Regions from separate parts of the Xenopus laevis genome. Here region 2 is linked to region 1. A link is a contact called in public Hi-C data. All regions are on one chromosome and are shown on one strand. The core of a region is the stretch at or near the end of the contact, and the rest is flanking DNA. Distances in the headings are between cores, read along the strand shown. Region 1 overlaps dgkq.S (diacylglycerol kinase theta). Region 2 holds the start of LOC108703718 (survival motor neuron protein).

Region 1 (7,060 bases), core at 2,137-4,636:
TGCTCACTTAACTGCATCGACAGGCATAACGGACAGCTATAACAATCAAGTTACCATGCTCACAATACAGTGCAGAGTCTCCTACTCAAACTGCACATACCAGTACCAGCGTCTGACTGCAAACCCCTATCCCATTAGGGCAGTGGCACATGGGGAAATTTGTCGCCTTATTTATAAGTGAAGGAGGACAACAAATCTCACAAAAATGTCTCTCCATGGGAAATAATTGAAAGTGCTGACGGTATGACTAACATATCACTAAATTGCCCAAAGTTTCCTCCAGAGTCAACTTTGGGTAACTTAGCGATATACTGGTCATACCGCCATCTATTTCAATTATTTCCTATGGAGAGGCATTTTCTGGAGATTTGTCGCATATGCTCGCTCATAATTGTGGGCGACAAATCTCCCCATGTGCCACTGCCCTTACACTAAAACAAAACCGCTAGATCTTGAAAGCAGAGCAAACACGTGTTTATGCTAAGCTGGACTCTAGAATCCCAGTGACCTATAACTATTAGGGTAAGGGCATACCTGGAGATTCGGGGACATTTAGTCGCCCAGCGACTAATCACCTCTTCTTTGGGGTGACTAATCTCCCCGAGCTGCTTCCCCGTGTATTCAGCCTGCTTCAATGAAAAAACGCCTACACCAATGCACTTGCAGCACTTCGATTTCCAAAGTCGCCTGAAGTATCCTCACGAGTCGCCGGGCTACTAAATCTCCCCGAATCTCCAGGTGTGCCCTTACCCTTAGGTTGAAAACACAGAGTTACTGGTAGCAGCTACTGCAAATAGACAATAGGCAATGGCGTTTTGTAGCCATGACATGTAGCTGCTACTAGTAGCTCGGTGTGTCTTCACCCATAAGTTCTGTGGTACAGATCCTCACTTACTATGTCTATAGTTTAAAGAGGACATGTCACCCAAAAAAATATTCAAAATCCTATTTTATCACATTAGTCAAGCAAAATGAACTTTAATTACACTATATAAATTATTTGAATCTTGTTTCCTTCAGTCTGGGATTTAAAAAATTATAGCATTTTGTGGACACTGTTATTAAGACAAGCCTTGCATCATCTCAGAAAAGTGGCAGACAATATTTGATTGACAGCTGAAATTTTTTAAATGAGCTTACAACAGCTATGAATGCTTTAATTAAAATAGAAATTGGATTTCATTTTTAATTTGAAAAGGACTTTTATTATACAGATTTTTGTGTCTGGGTGACAGGTCCACTTTAATATGGCAACAGGCAGAAGATCTTCACCTGGTTCTTGTGTTATAACAACATTTAAGGCAGACATGCAAAAGGAAGTAGTTGGCGTACCTGCTGTTAAATTTGCCAGGTTCAATCTCTCTGGCATGGTGAAAGTCCAAACTCAGTTCTGCATCAATACCAATTCCACAATAGTTGTTCATCTGTACAATCTGGGGGTAAAATATGATATGTTTAATGTGGAGCAGTTAATCCTGTTTACTATTTCTCAAGGTTTATGGTGAAGGACAAACAAATACTGCAGCCTCAAACATGTACAAAAATTTTCCGTGAGTATAATAGGTAAACCACAGGGAACAAATGTGAAAGTATGTAAAAATAAGTTGGGGAGGAGGACATTATGTTTCCTTTAAAAACACCAGTGCACAGTAACGGTCTGTACTTTATAGAGAAAGAAAATAAAAGTATTGCTTTTATATATATACCAAGCAATACTTTTATTTTTTTTATACCTCATTAAGCCTTGAATTTCATACGCAGGTGTGAGAAAAGGTATATAAGGTGGCCAATTGCAAGTTGTGCTTCTGATCTGAAAGCAAAGATTGTTTAGTATCAAACTATCTCAGAGGTTTAAACTGTAAGGAATGTAGTCAGGAAATGGAAGGCCACAGGCACAGTTGCTGTAAAACCCAGGTCTGGCAGGCCAAGAAAAATACAGAAGTGGCATATGTGGAGGATTGTGAGAATGGTTACAGACAACACAAAGATCACCTCCAAGGACCTGCAATAACATCTTGCTGCAGATGGTGTATCTGTACATCATTCTACAATTCAGTGCAATTTGCACATAGAACATCTGTATGGCAGGGTGATGAGAAAGAAGCCCTTTCTGCACTTACGCCACAAACAGAGTCGCTTGTTGTATGCAAAAGCTCATTTAGACAAGCCACAGTCATTTTGGAACAAAGTGCTTTGGACTGATGAGACAAAGATTTAGTTATTTGGTCATAACAAAAAGCGTTTTGCATGGAAGAAGAACAGTGCATCCCAAGAAAAACACCTGCTCCCTACTGTCAAATTTGGTGGAGGTTCCATCATGCTGTGTGGCTAGTTCAGGGACTTGGGCCTTTGTTAAAGTCGAGGGTCGGATAAATTCAACCCAATATCAATAAATTCTACAGGATAATGTTCAAGCATCAGACACAAAGTTGAAGTTACACAGGGGTTGGATATTCCAACAAGACAATGGCCCTAAATACACTTATCTACAAAGGCGTTTATGCAGAGGGAGAAGTACAATATTCTGGAATGGCCGTCACAGTCCCCTGACTGAAAAATCTATGGGATGATTTGAAGCAGGCTGTCCATGCTCGGCAGCCATCAAATTTAACTGAACTGGAGAGATTTTGTATGGACGGAAGTACCGCCATCCAAAATTCAGACACTCATCAAAGGCTATAGGAGGCATCTAGAGACTGTTACATTTGCAAAAGGAAACTCAACTAAGTATTGATGTAATATCTGTTGGTGTTAATCCAATAAAGTTTATGTCACTGCTGAAATACTACTGTTTCCATAAGGCATGTTATATATTAAAAAGGAGGGGTTCCCAAACTTTTTCAATGTTTACGGGTCAAGAAATAAAAATCACTTTTTTCACCTTTATCACCAGTGAAAAAAGATTTTCCAGCAGTTAGCTATTTTCGTGAACAAAAAGTACACGTTACTTGACTTGTACGTTTTTGGCCCAAAAGATAGATACTTATTTAGACTGTTTGCTTAGTTGCCCCTAGTAAACTTCCATTTATGCTCCTCAATACTGACAGCACTCTAGAGCACCTGGATATTTTAATTCTTTTGTGGTGTTTGGTTTTATAATATGGTTTGGTCCTCTTTTTCTATGCTCTAACACTTTTCTTAGCTGAATGCCATGAAAGGCTTTGTATAGCAGGTGGACAGCACATTTTCCAACCTGCAGAACAAAAAGGACAAAGTGATAAGAGTGTTTACATTACAATGACACTTACTGCTACCTATGTTGACACAGCAGTGGCTTTATGGAAGTGGCTGTGGGATGTTTACAAAATAGACACCAACACCAGGCCTGGATATGTATGCAGACCACAAAGGCATGGGCTTAGGATGATAAAGTTCTGGGGGCAGCATGTTGTCCACTCACTGCATCTGAAATGAGGACTGGGTGGGAGATTTGTTTGAATCTCCCACCCATCCAATCCCCAGTGCTGGCAATTTAGGGGAACAGCAAAAAGGAATGAAGGAGATGTGAGGTGTGCGAGTGGGGAGGGGGTTGTGAGCAAGGGGGCCTACACCAACTTTAAATCCTGCCCCAACTGTATATGTTTCAATAGAAATTCAAAAACAAAGTTTACTTGAGCGGTATCATTTAACGATAGGTAGCTAAAAGAAAAGGTACATTTTTTTTCATGGTTAAATATCTAGCCAATTTAAAAAGATACAGGAACAGTTTTCCCTACCTGCTTCTGTGCCAAATACATATTAATATATAGTCACAGGAAATTTTTGAAAAATATACTTGGCTAAGAAAAACACAGTATGTCAGTACCTGAGAAAAACAAGCAAGCATCAGTGTTATACTACTTAAGATTCTGGAATTATGAATAAGACAGCCCGATACAAGATGGAGAGATGAAGGCTTGCAATTTGTGACAATTAAATTAAAAATTGTCATTGATCTATAACAAAGGGCAGCAGAATCCAATTGCAAAATGATTTGCTCTTTGAATTACAAATAAAAGGTTGCCTTTAATCTGAATATTTGATACTCTTCTGGTATGATAGATATGAACAGGATTTTTTGCCTAATTAGTTGAAATCTTTAAACGCGGATCTGCAAATTATTTAATCCATTTTCTGCGTCACTGAAACACAAGCATTGTAAAGAACTATTAATCATCCAGAAAAAAATCTTGCTAATCTCACAGAATTACCATAATGTTGAGCTCCACACAAGACATTTTTCTGGGGTAAATATGGAATACATTCTGTGCTGGTGTGTGTATGAAATCCATAAAAATATTAGTGAGCTGTGTATGTTGAGCCCATAATGAGGTTCAAAATAATGTTCAAGGCACCTTGTCTTGTATTTTAGCCAATTTGTTTTTAAAGTAATAGCCCAAGGGAATTCCATTCCATGGGTGTATGTAACAAATTGGAATATAAAGGTATTTGGTGGATTTTTCCCAAGAAAATCCAAGACAAAAAATATATTAAACATGTAAAGCCATTTATTAGGACAAAAGAGGTTCTGGCCTAACGTGATTTGTGCCTGTTAGGGCACGTACTCATAGGCTTGTGTCCTGTCCTATGTGCAGGCTCCCAAGAGCTGATCTTTAGAAGGAGCATATGCACTGGAAGCCAACTAGCACTGGATGCCAATCGACCCTTTTTTCTTGTGCACGTGTTCCATATATGTGATCAGTGTGCATCTGACTTTTCACTGCCAGACAAGGAGGCCAACCCTTTGCACTACTCTGGCTTCTAAGCTTGGATAGGGGGCCACACTAGATACCTACGAAAAGGTCATGTTGGGAATACTACGTGGAACCAAATAACTCCACTTAAAACATATTGCAGAAAAAGCCCTGTTTCCCAAATAAAGGGTTGTGGACACATTATTAATAATAATACACGAGAGAGAAAAGACTACAAAAACAATACTGTAGATTAGAAGCAAGATATAATAACAGTATTAATGTTAATAAATAAGTAAATATAATTACCTTTGGGGGGTCAGGTTCTGAAAAGCCATTTTCCATTGAATCAACTGCCTCCTGAGCATCTAGCAGTATTGTCCAGCGGTCCATTAGAATATTTTCAGCTTCATCCACAGAGATCAGAAGAGAATATGGGTCTTCCCCGCTATAGCCAGCTCCCCATCGCAGTACTCTACCCAAATCATTGCCTGGAACAATAAGAATACTGTTCATAGACTGTTACACATTTACAATGTAGGACATTCACAGAAAAGTCATGTATGCACAGATGTAAATTGTTCATTATAGCATAGGATGTTTTGTGATGTTTGGTTTTGCCCTTACCAGTTCCCAGCGGTAGAACAGCTATAGATGGCTCTGTACAAGCCAACTTGTATCGTATCTCTTCAAGAACTCCGAGCACCCAGCCAACAGTACCATCGCCACCGCAAACAAGTACACGAAAGTAGGGAACCTTTGAAAAGGTATGAAACCTGGGGAAAATAAAGAAAATAGTCCTAATAATAGCTAATAATAATTGTAAGGATTTTCTTAACATCTAGTAAAAAATGATGCAGCAGATTTGTAAAGTGTTTAAAATTATAAAGTATTTCAATTTCAAAGGGCATCTCCTATTTTGAAATCAATGTACAAAGTCCCATTTCTGACTTAATATATCAGAGACTTGTAGTTAGAAAAACCCAGGAAGGTAATGCACAATGATGTATAGACTTGAAAAAAGACATGCAATTTCTCCCAATACATCTGAGCAAGTGGATCAGCATTTAATGGCTTAATTATAACACACCCCATAAGTCTTTGAATATAAATTACACTGTTACATAACAATGAATTATGATGGCAACACTATGGCTGTGTTGTCAGACAGGCTTCTAGATTTTACCTTTGCTTACTGTTAAACACCTGTGATCTATTTTTTTCAGGACAATGAGCAGATCAGTAAAATGGGCTCTCCACCCAAGAAAATACATTCCGTATTTAATTGTCGTTGAAAACAGTGCTTATTTATCCATTCTGTTCTGGGTGCAGAAAATGTTAGCAGTTGACAGATGCCGATTTTAATAGCAACTACATTTCACATGGCTTTAACACCACTGAAAATCTGTAATGCATATTGGAAAGTTGCTTAGAATTATATTTGCAAAAATTACTTTTGGGGTGGAGGATGCCTTAAAGGAAAAGTTCGAAAGTAATCTCTCAACTAAACTAATCGACCATTATGTGTGTTTTTCTTCTGGGTATTACAGTTTCCTCCCAAACTCCAAAGAGGCAGGTTAAATAGCTCCTGAGAAAACTGACCCTACTGTGCGTGAATGTGATAGGGACCCTAGATTGTATGCTCCACTGGTGCAGGAACAGATGTAAATTATGTATAAACTGTGCTAAGCTCTGTGGAATATGCTGGTGCTATATAAAGATAGTAACTATAATAACTTCCCACTTATAGTAATTTTCTTACTGAGAGACATGTATAATACCTTATTACTATCCCTTTTTGTTTTGTCCTTAAACTGAAGTTTTTATAATTCAAAAGATAACATACCCAGGCAGTGGACCTCCATTTGTCAGCTCAAAAACTTGATGTGGGTTCAACAGTTTACGGAAACTGTAGAGAAGATCGCGGCCTTTAAGGCCTCCGCTTTTGGGATTCACAAACAGAAGCAGGGGGCAGGTTTCTTGAGGCAGTTTTTCATGCTGCAAATTAGAACAACAAAACAAGGTGAACTTTTTTTTTTTTTTTTTTTAAATAGAAGAATGTCACAGAATAACCTCATGCAAAATAAGGTATTGAGGAAGGGAGAACTTGTGACTGATGTACAAATTGCCACATTAGTCAGGTGTACGTGAGAAATGGTTCTGCTAAAACAGCTGGCTTTACTCACTTCTCTTTTAAATTTGTTTCAGTGAATTTTCACATACTCAATCCTGCATTGTATGATTTATTAAAAAAAAGTAAGATTCAGAAGTCAACAGCACTCAAACCATTGTGATATGTCTCTCTAATCCCTCTAATTCCTTTGTTTTTCATTGAAATTCATTGATTGATGTGTGGATCATTTCAGAAGCACATCAGCTCAGCTATG
Region 2 (7,846 bases), core at 91-2,590, 100 kb after region 1:
GCTTTTTTAAAAGATTGCAGACGAGGAAGGAAAACAGTGCTGAAAAAATTTCCACAGAAATACTCTGGGCTGGTGCTATTTGCTCTGGCCACCAATGTTTTTTTTTAATTTGTAGAGACCCTGGTCACTGATGTTTTTAACTTGGAGGGACCCTGGCCACCAATGTTCTTTGAATGGGTAGGGGGCCCTGGCACCAATTTTATTTTAACTTGTAGGGGCCCTGGCCACCAATGTTTTCTAACCTTGGGGAGAGGCCTGGCCAACAATGTTTTTTTTTTTACTTGTATGTGGGGCTCTGGCCATTAGTGGAGCCCGCTCTGAGGCAGCCCCTGAAAATGTTGTTGTGCGGGACCTTGAGATTTCAGAAGGTGGCCCTGTGACTTACTGTTTATTTGTGGTTAGAGTTGCCACCTGACCGGGATTTTACTGGCCTGGCTGGTAAAAATGATGGTTGATCCCAATGTCATACCTCCCAACATTTTGGAAGTAAAAAGAGGGACAAAAATGTTTTTCACACGTAGAACAGCAAAATGTTTTGACCACGCCCTTTCTGTGGCCACACCCCCTAATTACCATGTTCAGTTTAACTAAATTTGTCAGGTTATGAAAGTTTGAAAATACTTCTCCTTATGTAAACTGTTTTTTTGTGTCTCAAAATTGTTACAAAGTATCTTATTTACACCTGTTAGCTGTTCTGTGCTCTCTGCTAAAAGCCAATTAAGTGAGAAACGTTATTTCTTTTTCTGGCTGTTCAGTGCAGAGAAAATAGGGACTTTCCAGTACAAATGAGGGACTGCAGGTTGAGCTGTAAAAAGAGGGACTGTCCCTCCGAAAAAGGGACAGTTGGGAGGTATGCAATGTTATTAATAGGGAAAAAAGATAAATATATATTGGATGGCCGGTATTTTTTTCCAGAAAAGGTGGCAACCCTATTTGTGGTGGGTGGTAAAAAAGGGATAAGGAGAGGACTGAATATCATGCAGCAGACTCCCCAGCTGCCCCCCATGAGGTTTGAATTTTCAAATTAGCCCACTCATTTTCATACATAGCTAAAAAAAGAAATTACTGAGATGATTATTACTGAGTACAACACAGTTCAATGTGCATATCATTTTATAGTGGGATTGTTTGTGCATTCTCAATAACAATATACAATTATTAAAGAAAACGAAGATTTCAGACAGTGAATGTCCATGAAAGTCTGCAATTTCCTCTAGCGCATCATTGCAGGCCTTGCTGTAGGTGCCGCTGTGGCTTGCCATATCATTTCTATCCTTTTAGCTGCCCACTGACTATTCTAACGCAGAGCAGCATGGGAGATGCAGTTCTCAGCCGACCTCGGTGTACAACTACACCGAGAGAAAATGACTACAATTCCCAGAGCGCCTTGTATACGGGGGATGCACACTGGTTGCTGTCTGAGGATGGTGCACCGGTGGCTGGAATGGGATTAAGGATTTGACCGGAGGATGGCAGCTTGTGACAGGGAGATTGTTTATCACAACAAGGACAGCTCACAGGTGACAAATAGAATGGATACTAGCGTGCTGATGCATTCATTGATATTCGTATTTGTACGTGTGTTTGCTTTTATAACCTCAATTCATGGTGTATTTTTCTTTTTTTGGGGGGGGGGGAGACAGGGGTTTGTTTTGTCAATTTTTTCTTTATGTATACTGATGTGGGATCAGTTGTGCTGTGCATGGTATTGTGGTGCATTTGTTTCTATCTGCCAATACGTCTACATACATGTCATCTTGGGTGACAGACCTGCTGCATTTTTAAATGACAGCTGAAAAATCATTACTGAAAGCACTTGTGTGACAGCCATTAAGCACTGGGGGTGCTTACAGTAGATTAAGAAACCACTGATCCCAAGAGCTTACAGTCAGCCCCTGATGTATCTGCCATCAGAAAAGGACAGGGTGAAAGCAGTGCAGCTGGATCTGCCCAGCAACAAGTCCTACTGTGCTTGGAGGAAGGGTTATAGCAGCATTTTGAAGCTGTATATCTAATCATTATTTCCAATGTTATTTGCCCAAGACCCTTGTCTTTAAAGGGCAAATATTTTAAATGTAAAAGTGTGGTCATTTTATATTATCCATAATTGTTCTGTATTCTTTTGAAATGTTCCAACTAACCTTTTCTATTTTGTAAAGCTGTGATAAGTGTAACATGACTTGTGCTTTACAATACATATTGATTCCAAGCACAAAAAAAAAACATACTGGATGCTTAAATGAAAGTGAAAAATGTTGTTTAGCTCTGCCACTTTTACATAGAATTTTACAAATGTGTTGCATTGACTTCAGTGGATATTTTGCCTTTATAAAATAAGTTGATTATTTATTATTTTATTTTTGTGATTGGTATGTGTGGCATCAAAGGACAAGGAAACAAAAGAATAATTACCGGGTGTGGTGGTCTTTTTAGAAGCTAGCATCACCTCCTCCCTACCAAAATTGTTATTAGAAATCTATAAGGTATGTAACAGCAGTGCTTCTAGGCACCTGTAATTCTGACTGCCTGTACAAAAAAAATCTCACCAGAATTTATCTTGGAATGCTAAAGGAAATAAAATGTGTTCTTCATTGTGATGTAAAAATCTTGTTGTCAAATTGGCTTTTTATCATACAACGGTGAAGTAGAAATTAACACTGTTTTTAAAGGACACCTATTGGGGATATGCCACCCATAGCAGGAGGGAGCTCCTGGTGCAGTCAGCTGTATCTGGTGACACTCATGCACTTAAGAAACTCACAGCTTGTTCATTATACGCTCATGCATGTGCATATTGAGGAAGCTGGGACACAAACTCTTTTGCATTTTTATGTCTCAACATGGCCACTTGCACTGGGAATTCCCTCCCTATGTGGGCTGCATATTGTTTGCTACCAGCATTTTATGTAATGAATAGTATTGTTTTCCCTAAACGGTGTATAGGCTCTATTAGTCTAAACCTCTTGTGGGACCAGACCATTTTTAAGTATATTGTAGACAGTATTATTCAAAAACATTTAGCAATTAGTCATAGGGGTATATTTATCAAAGTGAGAAGTTAAAGATCATCACAGTCTGCTAGAGTGAAATTCTGCCACTTTCCATTAATTTCTATGGGATTTTGAAAGTCGTATTTATCAAAGCGTGAACTGTCACTTTTACCCATTGATAAATACTCTTTTAAAAATCCCATAGAAATGAATGGAGAGTGGCGGAATTTCACTCTAGCAGACTGCGGTGATCTCTAACTTCACTCTTTGATAAATATAACCCTTACTGTTTTGGAGAAGAGTTGGGGGGGGGGATTGAATAATTAAAAAAAAAAATAGTTTTGCAGCTCTTTGTTTTTTTTTAATGCTAGCCATTGAATCAGCAAGGTAAATTAATAACAGAGGGCGAGAAAAGAAAGATTCAGTTTAGCAATAAAACTGAACCCTCATAATGTCCCTGACTTCCAGATAACCGCATACAGAGTTGTAGGTTGGAAATTGAAGCACTAATAAAAAAAACCATACAAATAACATAAATGCTAAAACTGATTATAATAAGCTAATTTAGTAGTTGGCATCCAGGTAAGTGCAGTGTTTTCTAGTTTGTTTGGTGAATACAGTAAAAGTATAATAAAATGTGTAATAGTAAATGTTATCTAGTGTCTAATGGTTCCCAGAATCCCACCTCTTCTTTAGTCTGTACAGCAAATATAATGTCGGGTACGGGTACAATAGACCGTTCTCTCCCAAGCAGCAATTAAAAGCATTCACTTACAATATCCATACTGCAAAAATCATTAGACCCAGTCAAAACCTTAAAGATATTCAATGGAGAGAGGGTTCCATTTTTCCACTCGGCTAGATATAAACTCATGATCTGAGCAAATCTTTTTATCAATGACAAGGTTGCCTGATACAGTTTTTCCCATTCTATTCTCTAGTTGTATTTCCTTTCTAAGCATTGAGCTTACGTCACCAGGTTCCGTTTTGTATCTTTGCCATTTATGGGAACGAGATCCAGCCAACCCACACACAGTCACCTGCTGCTGCAGCCTTGATTATTAGATTACTAAACGTGCATGCAGTGTGATGTCAAACCAGAATGAAACACAGTGTTTTTATGGGGAAAATCTGTTTATGTCAGTGGAAGTAAGCGTAGAGATAAGTACTTTGTAGATTAAAAGGAAGGTTCACATTGTGTATAATACTATAAAGTTGCAGGTTGTTAAAGGAGATAAAACTACAATCTTTTATTTCTCCCGAATGTAACCGCTTCAAACCTGCATAATTATCTAGTGTAATGTATAATGCCACGAACACCATTTTCTCCAACAAAAAGAACTTATTATTGCAACTTTTATAGGTAAAAAATGTTCAATCGGATTGCCGTTGATGTACCCTCTGCCGCTGTTTTCTCCTGAATAGCCCCCCCCCAACTTGGCACATCCTAACATGCATGACTGATTCCTATAACTGTAATGCATGTATGTATATTTTTTATTATATTATTCATATAGCATTTCTTGTACATGCAGCAATGTACTGTAATACAAAACATTTATAGAACAACAGGAGTTAATACATTAAGGGCTCCCCTGCGTTCCGTTTTTCTTCATTCAGCCGCAGGAATAGACGCATTAAGCTTTTTTCAATGGGGCTTTACTCACAGAGGTGCATGTAGGCGACGAACGCAGGAAAATTTCAGCATGTTGCGTCTCAACCTGCATTCGGTGCCTACACGCGCCTGTGTGATTACAGCCCCATTGAAAAAAGCTTAATGCGTCTATTCCTGCCCTCCCCTGCAACTGAATGCAGAAAAACGGAACGCAGGGGAGTGCAGCTTCATCAGTAAGAGCCCTTAAACTTAATACATAATAAACTGGTTGCATTCAAGTTTAAGGGGGTTATTTATTAAAGTCCGAATGCCAAAAACTTGAAAAATTCTAGTTTTTTTTTTTTTTTTTACTATAAAATACAAATTTTTAGTGGAGAAAAAACCCCTGAGAATGGCAAAAGTCAGAATCCTTAAATCTGGCATCTCAGATATGCCGAGGTTGTATATAAGTCCTATTTGGATGTTTATTTGGTCTGCGCTGGAATTAGCTTGAAAATTAGACTTTTTCAGGGAAAAATTTGGGTTTTTCGTAGAAAACTTGGAGAAAAACGTACAATTTGGATTTTCGCTAGGTTTTTTTCGTGTTTGTCCCCCATCCTCTTAAATCTTAATTTTTCTAATAGTAAATAAGGTCCAATTGTGGATTCTAGTTTGGTCTGACTTTCTATTAAAATACACAGATAAATTCGGACTTTAATAAATGTTAGAAGAGACAAGAGGTAAGAGGTCCCTTCCAAGAAAAGCCTACAATTTAAGTGCCATATTGATACTCTGGATCTTCTTCCTTAAAAGAGTGCACATTTGAAGATATACGTTGATTACATATTCCTTTTTTATTTCAATATAATAGTCATATGAATAAATAGGCCCATTCCTTATACACAACAATACAATAGAACCTGAAGCGAACATCAACACCTGGTGCAATTTTATTTGTTGTCTATGGAGCATGCCTTAGCTTAGCGGAAGTAAGCAATGTTACATCCTTATTTCATGTTACTGCTGTGAACTCCATAGCAGAGCCAGCAACATTTCCTTTACATCCATTCTGTTAATGCTGTAACATTTGCTGCATATCTCCTCGGCTGATGCTGAACTATAATTCTCCCTCCAATTAAATGCAGTGATAAAGTTCTGCACACCTAGAAGTCCAAACATTACTGATCCTTGCCATAGTACAGTGCTGTGTAGTAAGAGGCAGTTAGAGTTATATTTTTGTCATCTTTCTTTTATGAGCAGCAGATGAAAGCTGTGTTACAGAGTTATTCAGGGTACATTGCATTGCTTCTCTTCTCTGGTTTCTTCCCTGCAGAGTGAAGATATTGATGAGTGGGATGATGCTGCCCTCATTAAATCCTATGAAAAGGCAGTACAATCCTTCCAGGTAACACTCTAGCTGGTTACAATTACATACTTGATATCAAACCAACTGAACACTAATTTTCCTGCTAATTAACAGGACATGCTAAGATGCAGTGACAAGAATAGGAGACAAGAGGGGGCCTCTGCTGCAGTGGACTCCCAGAAAGATGGCAAGCGGGAAACAAATCGGGAAGCAGAATGGGACAGAGAGGGCCACAAGGACATACAAAAAGAAGAGGTCGAAAAGTGGAACAAGAAGAAGAAGGCACAACCACCCCCTCCTCTCATTCATCCTTCCTGCCTTTCATCCTCTCGGCCCCTTCATTCTAAAGTAAATGCCATCTCTAGTTCTGTTGTCTCTGTATTGTCTGGCCATTCCTAAAGAGCAATTATTGGTTCGCTGCTTTAAGAGGATATATATTAGTCAGCCATAACTATAGAAAATAATGTTTGCCTAATTTTAGAAGAAAACAGAAACGCTAGTTTGCAGCTGTACTTTTGCATCTTTAAACATTCTAAAAAAAAATGCAATGTATACACATTCAAATGTACTGTGGCTTTACCCACTTATCTTCTGTTTGGCTAAAAATGTTTTTCATTGTTCCTACTAGGTCATTATCTTGTTATTAGATCGTCATGTTATTTTCGAATGTAAATCTGTACCACAGCTAATGACTCAGCTCTAATCTTGTATCCTTTGCGTTGCAGTGGAAAGTAGGGGATGCCTGCAGTGCTGTATGGTCAGAGGATGGATGTGTATATCCAGCAACAGTTTTATCCATTGAACGAGAGACTGGGACATGTGTGGTACAGTATAATGGCTATGGAAACACAGAAAGACACCAGCTGGATGAAATAGTATCAGTGGGGAGTAGTGGGGATAGTACTCCCCCTGTAAGACTGGTGAGTTATGTGTTATTCCTTCACATGAGTCACTGCAACTATATCCACCATGGGAGACAGAACTGCTGACAGAAGACAGAACATGCTTTAGGTTGTATATGACAAGGGTTTATACATAATGTGCACATACTTAATATTAACCTGTGCTGATATATTTTTGTTAATGCAGAATTACAAGTATATTATATGTATAAGAAAAACAAATAATAATATAATAATAATAATAATAATAAAAAAACTCAGCACCTATAACACATTTTTATCAATAGGGCAGGGTAAAATACAATTAAGTAAGCCACAATTGTTGTAGCAGTTATTTGAATTCCTATGGAAAGCATTCATTTAAATGTGCTCTTGGAAGTCAGCAGTTTTCAATGTTATGTCTGATGTTGTTATAGAAGGAATCCAAAATTGATAGGATCAAACAGACAAGCAGGTGAAAAGCTGTCCATTTCAAATTAAACATGAAACCAAGATTCCCTTTTTATTAAAACATCCATGCCTGTTATAAACCAATTTGAAAATGACAGGGAGGCAATATATAAGTGACAGCTGCCACTTTCACTTTCCGTTCTGCATTTTCTAGATGGCACTGCACTCCTCACATTTCCCCTCCCTCCTCAGCATCTTATTATGTAGCCAAAGGCATAGGCATCAGGTCCCCCATTTTGGCTCATAAATGTTGGCATGATGTAGCGCTTGGCTTAATATCAGTGTCTACAAAATGCAGGCACCTGGCTGCTTAATGTGTTTGTGAATTTCAAGACAGATCGATTCTGTCATGATTTTATGGTATTATTTTGTTACACTGTACACATTGCATGTAAATCATTCTACCATTTAACATTTTATTCTTAAACCAATAAATGTCGTTTTTTAAGTTAATATTGGTGTGTAGGCAGCAATCTCAGGTCATTGAGCCTGGTCAGAAAGAGTCAGCACTTCATAATGGAAATGCTTTCAGATAGGCTATTGT

What was found. Hi-C and Micro-C count contacts between places; a contact is called where the count stands out from the background.
Region 2: a contact with region 1 is called in a Hi-C map of animal cap, with 8 times the contacts expected there. The contact joins the promoter of LOC108703718 here to the enhancer-like site in region 1. A contact is called at or near these places in 3 of 4 Hi-C or Micro-C datasets (the XL177 cell line, the XTC cell line and animal cap).

Annotation. Positions count from the first base shown.
Region 1 is chr1S:101,149,680-101,156,739 of Xenopus_laevis_v10.1, forward strand. dgkq.S (diacylglycerol kinase theta) reads right to left here. Exons shown (of 23, transcript XM_018239916.2): 16 at 6,520-6,671; 17 at 5,301-5,449; 18 at 4,983-5,164; 19 at 1,333-1,433. Among protein-coding and RNA genes, the nearest start is that of slc49a3.S, 39 kb to the left of the region's middle. Within about 2 kb of position 3,387, at least 2 of the 7 cell types and tissues checked have an H3K27ac peak or open chromatin away from gene starts, as enhancers often do. A contact at or near this core is called in animal cap, where this site is marked.
Region 2 is chr1S:101,255,638-101,263,483 of Xenopus_laevis_v10.1, forward strand. LOC108703718 (survival motor neuron protein) reads left to right here and starts at 1,341. Exons shown (of 11, transcript XM_018239913.2): 1 at 1,341-1,520; 2 at 4,354-4,474; 3 at 5,918-5,989; 4 at 6,065-6,298; 5 at 6,676-6,870. The coding sequence starts at 4,469.